2 separate regions of the Mus musculus genome follow, and region 2 is linked to region 1. The links are chromatin contacts, called in public HiChIP or PLAC-seq maps. All regions are on one chromosome and are shown on one strand. The core of a region is the stretch at or near the end of the contact, and the rest is flanking DNA. Distances in the headings are between cores, read along the strand shown. Region 1 overlaps Fam178b (family with sequence similarity 178, member B). Region 2 holds the start of Actr1b (ARP1 actin-related protein 1B, centractin beta).

Region 1 (6,491 bases), core at 816-3,315:
AGTGGCTGTTCCAGGTGAGAAGCACAGGCCTGCCGCTAGGTGGCAGGAATAAAGCAGCCCTACAGCCCAGGCAGGCTCCAGGGTCTGTTTGGCTGGGTCCTCGGTCTTCTTGCCTTGGATGCTTCTGATACAGAGGATGGTGGAGGGCTGGCAGGGATTGATCACCATAATGCTAGATGTGCCAAAGTCCGGGAGGTTCAGGAGCCTGGTTAGCCCAGAAATGGAGACTGCCTGGAAGTGTCTGTTCAGCAACCCCCAGACTCTCTCTACTGGGTGACCACTGGGTAAGGGGTGTGGCTTTCCTGGGATGCCTGGTGTTCCTAGTAGGCTTAGAACTGAGTGACTGGGTGCATTCTATTCAGCCAGAGAGTCCGTCATGAGCACCATCGCTTTTCTTGCTGTCACAGTCATGAATGGATCATCTCGGGAGCACAGTTGGAAGGGGAGCAGCAGTGGAGGTTGGGGCTCATGAGTTCATTGCTATAGACTCAGTGGAGTTTAAGGGTTTGCTGCTCTCTATGAAGCTGTAGGTGGTCTGGAAAATCGACTACCAGCTGCTCCCTCTGCCCCAGGTTCCTCCCTGGAGGAACATTTTGCCTCGAGGCAACACACCTTCTGCTTGAGAATACAAACGTTTGGTAGGTGAGAGGCTAGCAGACAGCCCAGGACCTAATGCTTCCATCCAAATGTCCTGCATCTGCCTTGCCTTGGCCCCTGCCTAGGCCTGTCCCTGTCTGGGGATACTGGTCACAAGTTCCAGCTGGTACCAGAGCTGCAGTTGGGGCCTGGAGCCCAGCTGTCAATCAGGGCTAGCATGCCAGGCAAATTGTTTAGACACTTCTTAGGCTTGGCCTTCCAGGTAGAGCTCATTCTGGACCTCTCAGGACCTTTGTGGTGCTTTTGTCCTGGAGGGGAAGGACACTGTGCCCCTGAAACCCTTGTACATAGCTGTCCCCTCGGCCCCTCCCCCAGATCCTGGGGTGGGGAGATTGGGCCTGCAGGGCGAGTAGGAGCCAGGAACAGTCAAGCTTTTATTCTACACCCGCAGTGCAGTCTCTCTCTGCTCCTTCCACAGAATATGACAAAATGCACAATTGGCCGTTGGGAGGCACAAAGAACCCCTCTCAGACATCGCCCACAGAGGATCCTTGTATGACCCTGACAGGAGAGAAGTGCCCTCCCTTCTTGTGGCTCAGTCTCCACTAGAGTCTGAAACCCAGGCCATGGAGTGCATGGAGAGGTCTCCCCTAGCTCCTGTGCAGTGTCCATTGGACCAGGCAGGTACACAAGGGGAGCAGAGTTTAGGCCTAGCCCCAGGTACAAGCTCAGCCTCTGCCACTTTGACTTCTGTGTTGCTTTGGCCAAGTCCTGGGCATCAGCTCTGTATGGTGGAGCCGACAGTCCAGTGTGGGTTAAACGAAAAAGTCCTACAGCCTGTCTGTTCCTTAAATCTGTCCCCTCCCCCCAGATCCCTAGCTCTGCTCAGGACCTGGGCAAGGAACAGCAGCAGCAAGAACACATGTACTGCTGCTCTGTCAGGCTACTGAGGACAGAAAAGCACTAGGGTCTCCCTAAAGCCACTGCAAGGGATCCTCACTGGGAAGTCAGAAATGGCTAGGCCTCAGGCAGGAAGAGAACCAGGGATGGGGAGGGTGGCCACTCAAGGCAGAATTCTTTTTCCTCCCCAGGAGCATGGCCAGGTAAAACCAGGCCCCACTGGACTTCTGAATGGGAGACTAACTAACCTGGTCCAGGCAAAGCAGCTAGATTAGGCAAGTCACATGTTGTCCAGCCCACTTGGGGTCCATTCTAAATGAGGAGTGACCATTAGATCTTACCACCTCTGTTCAGTTGACACTCCATTGGTCCTATTGTCACTGGGACTTAGTGGCCCTGGGCTTGCCTCTTCCTTACTCCAGGGCCTCTTGTAGGCATGCTGCACACACCAGGTGAACAGCCCATTCTGAGCAAGTGATTCATTGCCATCAGACTCCAACAGTCTCCACATTGTGTATGGTAGTGGGTGGAGAGTGGGGTGGGGACATGTTCCGGAAACAGGAGACTATGGGAGTCATCCTAGCTGAGCCTAGAGGATGAGCTCTTGACCCCAGTGCTGGCCTAGAGAGGGCCACAGCTAGAGCCAGGCACAGCCTGGATGATCAAAGTCTAGGTATAGAGTCCCACTTAGCCTCCAGCTGTGTGGCCCTGGGCAGGGGTCAGGGAGTCTTGACTTCTGTAAAACAACAATCATGACTGTATCCTTCACCCTAGTGACTTGGAAGCATTAAGATGAGTCCTGTTTAACACATGTATGAAGCTGTTCCTGGTGCTTCAAACCTAGAATCCCCACCTTGGGAGGGGGTTGTGGGGGTGGACAGGAGTTCAAGGTCATCCTTACCTATTCAGTGGCTTGGCTAAAAGAGATCCTGTCTCAAAGAACCAAAACATACATACATACATACATACATACATACATACATACATACATACATAAATTGTATATATGAAGTGTTGCTACCATTACTTGTAATAAAAAAATTTTTAGAGCATGTGAATTGCTGTGAGTTCAAGGCTACCCAGGTCTACAGAGTGAGTTCCAGGATAGCCAGAACTACACAGAGAAACCCTGTTTTCAAACAAACTAGATAAATAGGTGTCTTTTCTTTTTGTCCCTAGTTGTTAACATGGCCTCCAGAAACATCTTCAAGAGCTTTTGGCCTCCTCTGGGATCTCAGTATAGATGGACTGTTCCGTCAGCCTGGTAAGTGCCCAGATGCACTCTGGAGCCTGTACCCACAGCCCCAGCCGCATGCTGTGGGACACTGCATCACCTGTGCTACAGACATCAGGCCACACATCTTTGGCTCTGTCTCCAGTGTTAGTGACAAGCTGAGCCAACTGGCTCCTTGGCACCTTCGCCAGCCTGAAGTCCAGTTCTCAATGACTGAGTCCAGGCTGACTTCATGGCCTCCTGGGATCCCTGTACGTCCAGGAAGGTGAGTTCTGCCCCAGGCAGGCTTTGGTTCAAAAGGGACAGTTTGTCATCTGGGTTCTACCAGGGACCCAGAAAGGAGAGCCATAGTGTGTCAGAGTAGCATTTGGGCTGGCACCATCAGTAAGGGGCTTCAAGAGCAGCCCCTCCACCCTCATGCACTCATGTCGGTCCCCTGAGTGACAGCCTCGGGTCTGTCCCTTGCTCAGCATTCCAGAGAAGCATTGCATGTCCTGCTAGTGGCTGTACCTTCCCCAGCTGTCATCGTTTGCTACCTGAACCCAGACACTTTGGCACCAAAAAATAATATGTAAGCAGTTGGAGGTTGCTTAGGGTTGGCAATGAAAGGGATTCTCAGAGGACTGGACTCCACCTTGGCCCAGCCATAACCCTCTACCCCAAAGCACGCAAACACACAGCTCCCAGGGCCAAGGTTATAGCCCCTGGTATGCCAGAGCCCCCTGTGCTTTGAGTGTCTGCATTGTGTTCCTCTGCTTCAGGGGTTGCCAAACTGGGGCCATCTGTCAAGTCAGAGCATTCCAGTCACCCCTATGGGCCCCTCACTAAGGGCTCCTGACAAGCCACCGGTCCAAGCGTCTTCTCCCTTTTTGTAACCTCTGCCCCTGTGGCCTGCACTGCCCTTTGTAGCCCTGGGGCCGCCTCTGCAGCATGCCTGCCCTTTTGGAAACAGAGGCTTTCCTTGTCCACCCCTCTCCATGCTGTGGCATGTGTCTCCTTCACTCTCCTCTCCTACAGCCCAATCAGGAGGAATACAAAGTAGCTCCCAGGTTCTGGATTCTCAGCTTTGGCTCCTTAAGAACCCAGCCTGGGGTCCTGTCCCCACAAGCCTGGCCTAGAGAATTACCTGTCTGAGGTCAGGATCCCTACTGATTAGGAGGAAGTCAGGCCTGATCCACAAAAGAACTAACTAAAGCAGAGCACAGTACACCTGTGTTCACTGTAGCATTGTGCATAGCAGACAAAAGGTGCAGGAAGCAGCCTACATGCCTGACAGGTAGATCACAGAATACGACATACATACTTAGGTTGGACAGAATAGACATGTGATGGAACATGGCTAGGTCATGAAAAGGAAGGCAATTTTAACACAGGCTGAGATACAGATGAACCCTGGAAACCTTGTGTTGACTAGAATAAAACACTAACAAAAGGAGATGCCTCTATTTTACATGAAGGGGAATTCATAGAACTGTAGGCACCAGGGGCAGAGGAGGTCGTATGGGTCGTGGAACAGGTTTTGGCGTGAGAAGCTGTTTGGTGGCTTTGCAGCAGCGCAAGAGTACAGTGTCCATTGCTCCTCCCAGGCCTCTTACCTGTCAGGTGTGTTTGACTGCTCAGCTGCATCCCGACACAGGATGCTGTCTAAGGTTACTTTAGATCCAGGATGGCTACAGAGGAAAGCTCTGCTCACATACAGCTGGAGGCCCCTGGGGGGGAGGGGGGGGCTCTGTGAGCACAGCAGAGCTCAAGGCAAAATGTCAGGACTGGCCTTGGGCTTACCACCTGTGGCCATGAATCACCTGACCCCTTCCACATGCAAGTTCCTGGCCCCTGGGGGATGTGTGCACCCAGGGCTGTCCTCCGCTGACTGTCCTGTGGAAGGTCTTATTCAATTGCGTTTATCCCCACCCACTTCCTTTGTCAGCAGTGGGGCAGTTTCAGCACATCCTGTGAGGGGAGTTAGAGGCTGGATGGAGTATTCCAGAGTAGGCTGCTGTTTCAGAGTAGGATGTGTTGAGAAGGGGGTCTTGATGAGCTTGGAGGGTGGAATGTTCAGGAACATTGTTGGTCTTTATCTCAGGGATACCTGGAGGTCACCTGCATTAGGGCCCAGCAGGATGGCGGGGGACAGGGTAACCCAGGCCAGCCCTTGTCCTCAGAAGGCTGATGACTTTCTGAGGGCATGGAGTCAGAAGCTACTGTCAGAGAAAGGGGAAGCAGAGTGGGGACTGGACTTGCATCTGGGTGTGGCTGGCCTCCAGGAGCCAGGACTCAGGAATTGTTAGACCACCTCTGTAAACTGCACAGGGCAGGATTGCCCTCACTCTCACTTGCCTGGAGACCAAGTAAGCCCCAGATGTATCCCCTGCCCCATGTAAAGCTTGGTTTAGGTCAAGACATCACACAGTCTTTCTGTTGTCAAGCCATGCTTCATTAATCTGTACCTTGGCTGTTAGTGGCACAGAACAGGAAACGCACAATGGTTGTTTGCTTGTTATAGGTTATATACACTGCCTTTCTTGATTGTGTGTATACATGTACATGCATATTTGTGTGTGCATGTATGTATGCACACATGCCACAGCTCACTTGTGGGGGTCAGAAGGCTACCTGTGGAAATTAGACTCCTCTCCCACCTTGTGGCTTCTGCAGATCTAACTTAGGTTGTCTGACTTGGTGGCATGCACCTCTACCCACTGAGCCATCTTGCCAGCACACATTTCCCTTTTTACCAGGATTGTTTGTTTTCAGTTTTTAAGGACAGGGTCTCTCTACATAGCCTTGTCCTGAAACTCAACTCTGTAGACCAGGCTAGCCTTGAACTTAATAGAGCTCTACCTGCCTCTGGCTCCAGACTGTTGGGATTAAAGGAATGTGCCAACATGCCCAGCTTACCAGGACATTCCTCTCATTACAGAACTGGCCATGAGCTTCAAAGGCTGTTTGTCATATTTTCTGGCTGTCAGTGTCCTTTGAACACTGTGTGGTTTCCATTCCCACCAATTCAACCCTCTAGGACAAAACCTAAGAAACCCACTTTTCCAGTCTTCCTTCAGATATTCAGGGACGATGATGATGATGGTGATGATAGAATGAGTCTCTTAAACAATACTGCATAACAAGTCACACAGCCTTGCCCCTGTGTTAAATACTGAAGACTATGGAAGGCACATGATTTGAGGAAGAAGAAGATGTGCAGTGTGTGTGGCTTTGTGTAGGGGACCCGAGGAGCTTCAGATTTTGAGGAGGATCTTGGAGCCAACCCCCAGGATTCCACAGGCAGTTACATGAGCACAGTTCCCGCCACAGCCTGTGTCTGTGCCTTAAGATCCAGTCATTCAGCCGGGCATGGTGGTCCATGCCTTTAATCCCAGCAGGCGTGCACCACCACGTGCAGAGACAGGCGGATTTCTGAGTTCAAGGCCAGCCTGGTCTACAGAGTGAGTTCCAGGACAGCCAGGACTACACAGAGAAACCCTGTCTTGGAAAGAAAGAAAGAAAAAAAAAATCTGGTCATTCAGTTCCTTACATGGCCAAGTTGGCAGGGAAGTAACCGTTTAGACTATACAAAGAAACATCAGATGCTCGTGCCTGGAAGGCTGAGCCTCCTAGACATCCTCTATCCCTTTCCAGAAATGCTTCAACGGCACTTGCACCCCCAGCTCTGGCTTAATGAGCCTTTCCCTACAGGCCTTCTGGCAGGAAACAGCCTGGTTTCTTCTGGAGTAGCCTGAGCTGTTTCTGCAGACTGTGGCTC
Region 2 (6,704 bases), core at 3,305-5,804, 77 kb before region 1:
TCAGGGACGGAGAGGGACACTTGTGACCCTCAAACAGTCTCTCTGTTCACTGTCTCAGCTCTCTGAGGTCTGGTTAATCCTGCATGCCCTGCAACCTAAAGATGGGAATGTGTCAACAGGATACACGGAATGAAACTCAACTGTGGCCACTGGAGCTAGAGCCACCAGGTGTACTGTATTGGTCAACATAGCACATTAACAGGAGGGACAGGAGAGGTTGTCCTGTGGTGGTAAAGGGCTTGCTTGGCACATATGAGGCCCTGAGGTGGAACCTTAGCACCAAGAAAACAAGAAGGGATTGCATTAGTGAAGTGTTCTCACTATAGGTTAGCTCTGGAAGGGCCAGAGATTAAAGATCTGGTCACCAGCCCATGAAGACAATAGACTCTTTAGGAGGCAGGAGTGGTGACTGGAAGATCACCAGAAATGGGCTGTTTCAGGCATTTGGTGGTCTGAATAAGAATGGCCACCATGGGCTCATTATATGTGAATGCCTAGTCATCAGGGAGTGGCACTGCTTGAGAAGGACTGAAGAGGTGTGGCCTAGTTGGGGAAAGTGTGTCACTGGGGGGGGGGGGGGTGAAGCTTTGAGGTTTCAAAAGCCCAAGCCAGGCCCAGTCTCTCTGCTCTTCCTGATGCCTACAGATCCATAAGTAGAACACCCAGCTACTTTTCAGCACCATGTCTGCCTGTGTGCTGCCATGCTTCCCACCATGATAATGCACTAAACCTCTGACACTGCAAGCAAGCCTTAGTGAAGTGCTTTCTTTAAAATAAGAATTGATCTGGTTGTGGTGTCTCTTCACAGCACTAGAACAGTAACCAAACAAGGGAATAGTGGGACCCTGCCCCATCTTGCTTTTTGGCCGTCATAAGGGGAACAGTTTGCTCTGCCAAGCAGCCCTACTCCACCATGGTGCTTTGTCTTGCTGACTTCATGTACTGAAACCTCTGAAACAAGGAGTCAAAGTAAACCAAAGTAGACCAGGCTGGCCTCGAACTCAGAGAACTGCCTGCCTCTGCCTCCCTAGTGCTGGAACTAAAGGCATGTGCCACAACTGCCTGGCTGAGAATAATTTTTAATAGGAGCAATATTTACAATAGTAGAGTAATCTTAGTCTACTTGAATCATAATTACAGAATACTAGTTTGTGTTTTAATTAGAAACTAGTGTTTAACAAGACCATCTCTACAAGCAATGAACGGTCACTGGGAGAGAGACTCAGCCTTCCCCGGGTCAAGCTCCTGATAAGCTATCTAGTCCCAAGAGGTCAGCCCTAAATACACTGAGCAACACTAAATTATCTCACTAAATAACTGTACTTAGACACACAGACATCAATTATAGTCAAAGAATAATAGGCTATGAACTTCGGGAGTGGGAGGAAATGACAGGGTTTAAGGAAAGAGAGGAAAGGAGAGTGATATAAATATAATACTCATATATGAAATTATCAAAAAATAAAATTAAAAAAGTTTTTAAAGAAAACTACTTTTAAAAATTCTATTTCTGGCCAGGCGTGGTGGCGCAAGCCTTTAATCCCAGCCCTTGGGAGGCAGAGGCAGGTGGATTTCTGAGTTCGAGGCCAGCCTGGTCTACAGAGTGAGTTCCAGGACAGCCAGGGCTATACAGAGAAACCCTGTCTCTAAAAACAAAAACAAAAAAAAATAATAAATAAAAATAAAAAAAATAAAAATTCTATTTCCAATATATCTGTATATGTGGATTTTTGAATATTCATATTTAAATGTAAATATAAAATTTAATGCAGTAATACTTATTTTAAATATAATGCATGCTAAATGATTTTGATAGGCTATTCACGTTAATGAAACAATACACTCCACAAGCATTTACTAGCTGTTCCTCTAATACTCTCCCTTTTATCATATAAAGTAAATTTTAAATGTGTATTTATCTATGCGTGTGGATGCCCTTGGAGACCAGACAATGTGGGGGTCCCCTAAAACTGAAGTTACATACAAATTGTTGTAAGGGGCTCCACCTAGGTACAGCATATTCCTCATATCTGAGCTATATCTCCAGCCTTCATATGAAGTGTGTTTGGGTTTTTTGTTTGTTTGTTGTTTTTTGAGAAAAATTTTAAAAAGATTTATTGTATGTATATAAGTATACTGTCTTCATGCACACCAGAAAAGAGTATGTATTTCATGTCACAGTGCATATGTGGCGGACAGAGGCAGACTTAGAGGAGTCATTTCTCACCCTCCACCATGTGGCACTCAAGGATTGAACTGTCAGACTTGGCGGCATGCACCACTGCACACCAAGCCATCTTGTTGGCCCAACTCTTGGCCACTACACCTAGGTTAAAAAAAACTTTTACACAAGTTGCCTAGGACAAGAGTAGGAGTCAGCAAACTTGTCCTGTTGAGAGGTAAATAGAAAATACTCTAGTGTCTGTGAGCTACAAACTTCTCTACAGTATACTCTTCTTCATAGTCAATGCTACAATCCATTAAAAATGCAAGCACCAAGCTGGGCGTGGTGGCGCACGCCTTTAATCTCAGCACTTAGGAGGCAGAGGCAGGTGGATTTCTGAGTTCGAGGCCAACCTGATCTACAAAGTGAGTTCCAGGACAGCCAGGGCTATACAGAGAAACCCTGTCTCAAAAAACCAAAAAAAAAAAAAAAAAAAGGAATGCAAGCACCATTGGAAAGACTAGTCAATGAAATTGAAAGCTAGTGTTTTGAGGAAATGCTGTGACCCTCTAATACAGCTCCTCCTGTGTGGTAACTCCCCAACCATAAGACTATTTTCATTGCTACTTCATAACAGTAATTTTTGCCACTGTTGTAAATCATAACTTGAATCCCTATCTTCCAATGGTCTTAGGGGATCCCCAAGAGGTTGCCACCCACAGATTGAGAACTGCTGCTCCCCTGCTCTAGCCTGCCTGATCAGGGTTAAAAGGGGGGGGGCATCCCAGGTGTCCAGTGAGAAGGGAAACATCTCTGTAGACACTGAAAGAAAACCCTGGATACATTATGGACAACTTTTTGCCCATTACATTTGCCCAAAGCTGACAAATTCCATGACATACAAAGTAACAAAACAATGTAACTCAAGAAGATACAGCAAGACCGCAAGTGTAGCTAGTTGGTAGAGAACTTATCTAGGTGCAGGTTCTGTGTTCAGCACACCAAAGGAGGAGGAAGAAGAGGAAGAGGAGGATGGAAAGGGGAAGCTGCCACCACCACCAGAACCAGTCTACATCTCTTTTTTAAAAACTTAATTTGTATATTATAAATATACACACTTTCTTCCCACAAAGAAAACTCAAGATCTAGGTAACTTCATGAGTGAACGCTATCAAACAGTTAAGAGATATGACCTCTCTTAAGATGATTTTCTCTGATGTTTTGCCCAACAACATAAAACTGACGCCACAAGTTTATGTGTTATTGGCTAATGGACCAGTGAAACAGAATAAAAGGTAGACAGAAACTATCAACTATTGACATAGGCACCAAGGCAATTTGAAAAAAATTTCTCTCTCTCATTATAAATTTATATAAATATAAATTATATATATATATATATATATATATATATATATATATATATATATATATATAATTTTTTGAGGCAGGATTCCACTATGTAGCCTCTGTCAACCTCTGGAACTCCGATATTGGCCTGCCTCTGCCTCCCTGTTACCAGGAATGACATGATCACACCCAGTTTCTCTTTGCCAACCCCCCACTTTTTTTTGTACATTATTTATTTTGTTTGCGAATGTGTGTGTGTGGCTGTACATATTCCATGGTGCACTTGTAGCAATCAGAATTGTGGAAGCCGGTTCTCTTTTACCATATGGGTCTCTGGGATCAAACCCCAGGTAGACAGCCTTAGTGATAAATGCCCCGATGCTTACTTGATACATGTATAAAAACTAACTCAAATTAAACATAGGTCTAAATGTAAATCTATGATACTTCTAAAATAAAATACAATTATTCACCTAGCGTTTGAATCTTATTAAATCCAAAACTGTTGCTTGGTATGGTAGTACATGCCTGTAATTCCAGCATTTGTGAGGCGGGAGAATCACAAGTTGAAGGCTAGCCTTGGTTTCACAGAGATCCTACCTCTAAAAACCAAAAAAGATGAATAAATCTAACTAAACTAACTCTCCCGTTGAAATAATCAGAGCTGACATCCTAAGAAGAGGAATGCTCACAGATGTCTCATCAAAAGAAAGACCTTCCAGTAGGTGAACTCAAAAGACTTCCTGATTTCAATAGACCTACCACCTCCTTTTTAATTCTTGCCCCCTTTAAGAACCCAGCCATGACATCATCTTACGGCCGCGCAGCCTACCTTGGCAACGCCTGGCTGTTCTTCCGGAAAGCTTCAATTGGTTAGCCGGCTCCAAGAGGCCCCTCCCACTTCCCCCAGCAACCCTCCCCGGCGCCGGCCGTCAATCAGGTCATTTGGCATCTGTGATTGGCCACGGGGCCGCGTTCGCGTAGGCAGCGCACTGGGGGAGGGGAGCGGCGCGGTGTCTGGAGTCGCATCCGTCCAGGTCTCCCCGCGAACCTTGTAGCCCGCCGGTCCTCCTGCAGCCCGCCTGCTGGGCAGGGCCGGCTCGGCCGGGCCATGGAGTCCTACGACATCATCGCTAACCAGCCCGTGGTCATCGACAATGTGAGGCCGGGCAGCGGGGGGTGGGGGAAGGACTGTGACCCGCCGCGGGGTCGCAGGCGGCGTGCGGTGGCCCACGCTGGTGGGGCCAGGGGTGGGCCTCGGGAGCACCTCCCTCGGAGTCCAGGATGTGCGGTACAGCTGATCACAGTCAGGCGGTCCTTAATGCTCTAGGCCGGTGAACGCGTCTGTCTGGGGTGGGATCGCTGGGCAAGTTAAGACCCCTGGCCCTTTGCTTGGTGGTAAGCTCTGGCCGCCTGATGGAGGTCGGCTGACATTTGACTTCTTGCACACTGCTGGCTTTATCTCTTGAAGGGCCTGGTGATCTTTACAACACTTCCCAAGGGGCTGCACCCAGAAGCAAACACTGCACGTTAATTTCCACCAGCCACCACCTGGTGGCCTCTTTGCCGCTTTAACTAACCCCCTCACTCTAAATGATCTTTTCGGAGAGTGTAGCCACTTTCCCCAGGACGGAGCAGTTTGGGGTAGTAGTTTGCAAGCCTGAAAGAAAAGAGGTCCTGCTTCCCGGGGCGTTGTCTTCCAGCCTGGGTTGTGCTTACCTTCAGTGGCCCTAGGAGCTGTCTATCCTTAGAGGCCTTGACGTGGCTGGGGTTTTCTCTAGCTGTGCCCAGAGCTGATGTGTAGGCCTTGGAGCTTTTGACGGTGACACACTTCTCTTTCTGGGAACTGACTCCTTCCCACGTGAGCCCCTGATGGCATCTTTGTGGCTGCCTTTTTTTGGAGCACCCATGTGGGCTCCCTTAAATCATAACTTGTTTATCAGAGAGGCTAGTCCTGGACTTTGGGGGTGTGCTTGGGGCAGGCTACAGTGTACATCAGGCTACCTACCTGTTTGGTGGCCAACAAGCTAATGAGCTCAGAGGCACCTGCCTGGCTGAGTTTGGGCTTGGAGCCTCTCGCTTGTTACTTGGATATGTTATTTTGGCCCTAATAGAGACTGGTAGGCAAAGGGTGTGAGTAGGTGACTCATTTACTAAGTGGAAGGTGTGTCCAGTTCATGTTGAAAGCCTAGGTCCAGCTTCCAGCAGGGACAGGGACTGCCTCTCCTCTTACTACCCAAGAAAGGTACTTGGAGACCACCAAGTGGTTCCCCTCCATGGACCCAGTATGTGGTCTCTGTCTGCTGGTGAAGACAAGGGTTCTTGAATAGAGTAAGGCTGAGGCGTAGCATCTAGCTATCTTTAAAGTGTAGCTGATTTCCTCTCCCTACAGGTACTAGCCAGAGCATTCACAGAGGAGATCTGTGGTCTCTCTTCACGGATGCCCATCTGGGGCCAGTCATTGCTGATAACCTCCACCCAACAGATGCCCCTAACAGTTCTCATCTCCCCCTTGGGTCCCCAGGACAGAAAATGCAGCCTCACACCTAGTTTTGATGTGCTAGTGCTTGCAAGTGATCTCCTTCTCTAGGTCAGGTCTCTGGCTTCCTCCCTGTCCAGCCTTGGTAGAACTGCCAGCTCTCTCCACTTGGGGACCCTGACTGCATCTTGAGTCGTTGGCAGGAGCTAAAACATTGCTTTTCCTTGCAGGGTTCAGGGGTGATCAAGGCTGGCTTTGCAGGAGACCAGATTCCTAAGTACTGTTTCCCAAACTAGTAAGTGTCACCTGTCACCTGGGGGGCGGAGGGCAGCAAGCTCCCCAGCCCCTTATTTGCTTTTGGGAAGAATGCGTCCCCTGTGGTGTTACAGCTTCCCTCTTGGAAGGCAAGTCCCTCCTCTACCTGGAAGAGGAAACACCAGATTGGTGGAGGTGACCCTGAGAGTAACTGCTGGGTCTCAGAGTCTCTTGCCTTTGTTTCTGGCTCAGCCTGTTAGGAGCAGCATCCAGCATTGCCCTGGGGATGGGGTGTGGTAAAGGCGGGAGCAGGAATAAGAGGAACCTCTCTCCAGGGAAAGAGCTAAACTCCCACAGAGAGTTGGGGGGGGGGTGTACACAGCTACCCCTTCCTCCCTGGAAAGTTTTTTTTTTTTCAGATTATTGTGGAGTTTGGGTGAACCCCTAGCCTCCAGA

The links. HiChIP or PLAC-seq counts read pairs in DNA pulled down with a chosen protein or histone mark.
Region 2: a contact with region 1 is called in an H3K4me3 HiChIP or PLAC-seq map of embryonic stem cells, with 4 times the contacts expected there. The contact joins the promoter of Actr1b here to the enhancer-like site in region 1. A contact is called at or near these places in 2 of 39 promoter capture datasets (macrophages and neural stem cells), 5 of 115 datasets of contacts at active chromatin or transcription factors (the SCID.adh cell line, double positive thymocytes, embryonic stem cells and 1 more) and 3 of 9 other capture datasets (adipose tissue, liver and pancreatic islet).

Annotation. Positions count from the first base shown.
Region 1 is chr1:36,628,690-36,635,180 of GRCm38.p6, reverse strand. Fam178b (family with sequence similarity 178, member B) reads left to right here. Exons shown (of 16, transcript NM_001372417.1): 6 at 1-14; 7 at 2,677-2,761. Among named protein-coding and RNA genes, the nearest start is that of Fam178b, 51 kb to the left of the region's middle. Within about 2 kb of position 2,065, at least 35 of the 459 cell types and tissues checked have an H3K27ac peak or open chromatin away from gene starts, as enhancers often do. A contact at or near this core is called in the SCID.adh cell line and embryonic stem cells, where this site is marked.
Region 2 is chr1:36,707,775-36,714,478 of GRCm38.p6, reverse strand. It overlaps Actr1b (ARP1 actin-related protein 1B, centractin beta), which reads left to right and starts at 4,554. Exons shown (of 11, transcript NM_146107.2): 1 at 4,554-4,673; 2 at 6,224-6,288. The coding sequence starts at 4,626. Gm33533 (a long non-coding RNA gene) reads left to right here. Exons shown (of 7, transcript XR_865346.3): 7 at 1-1,631.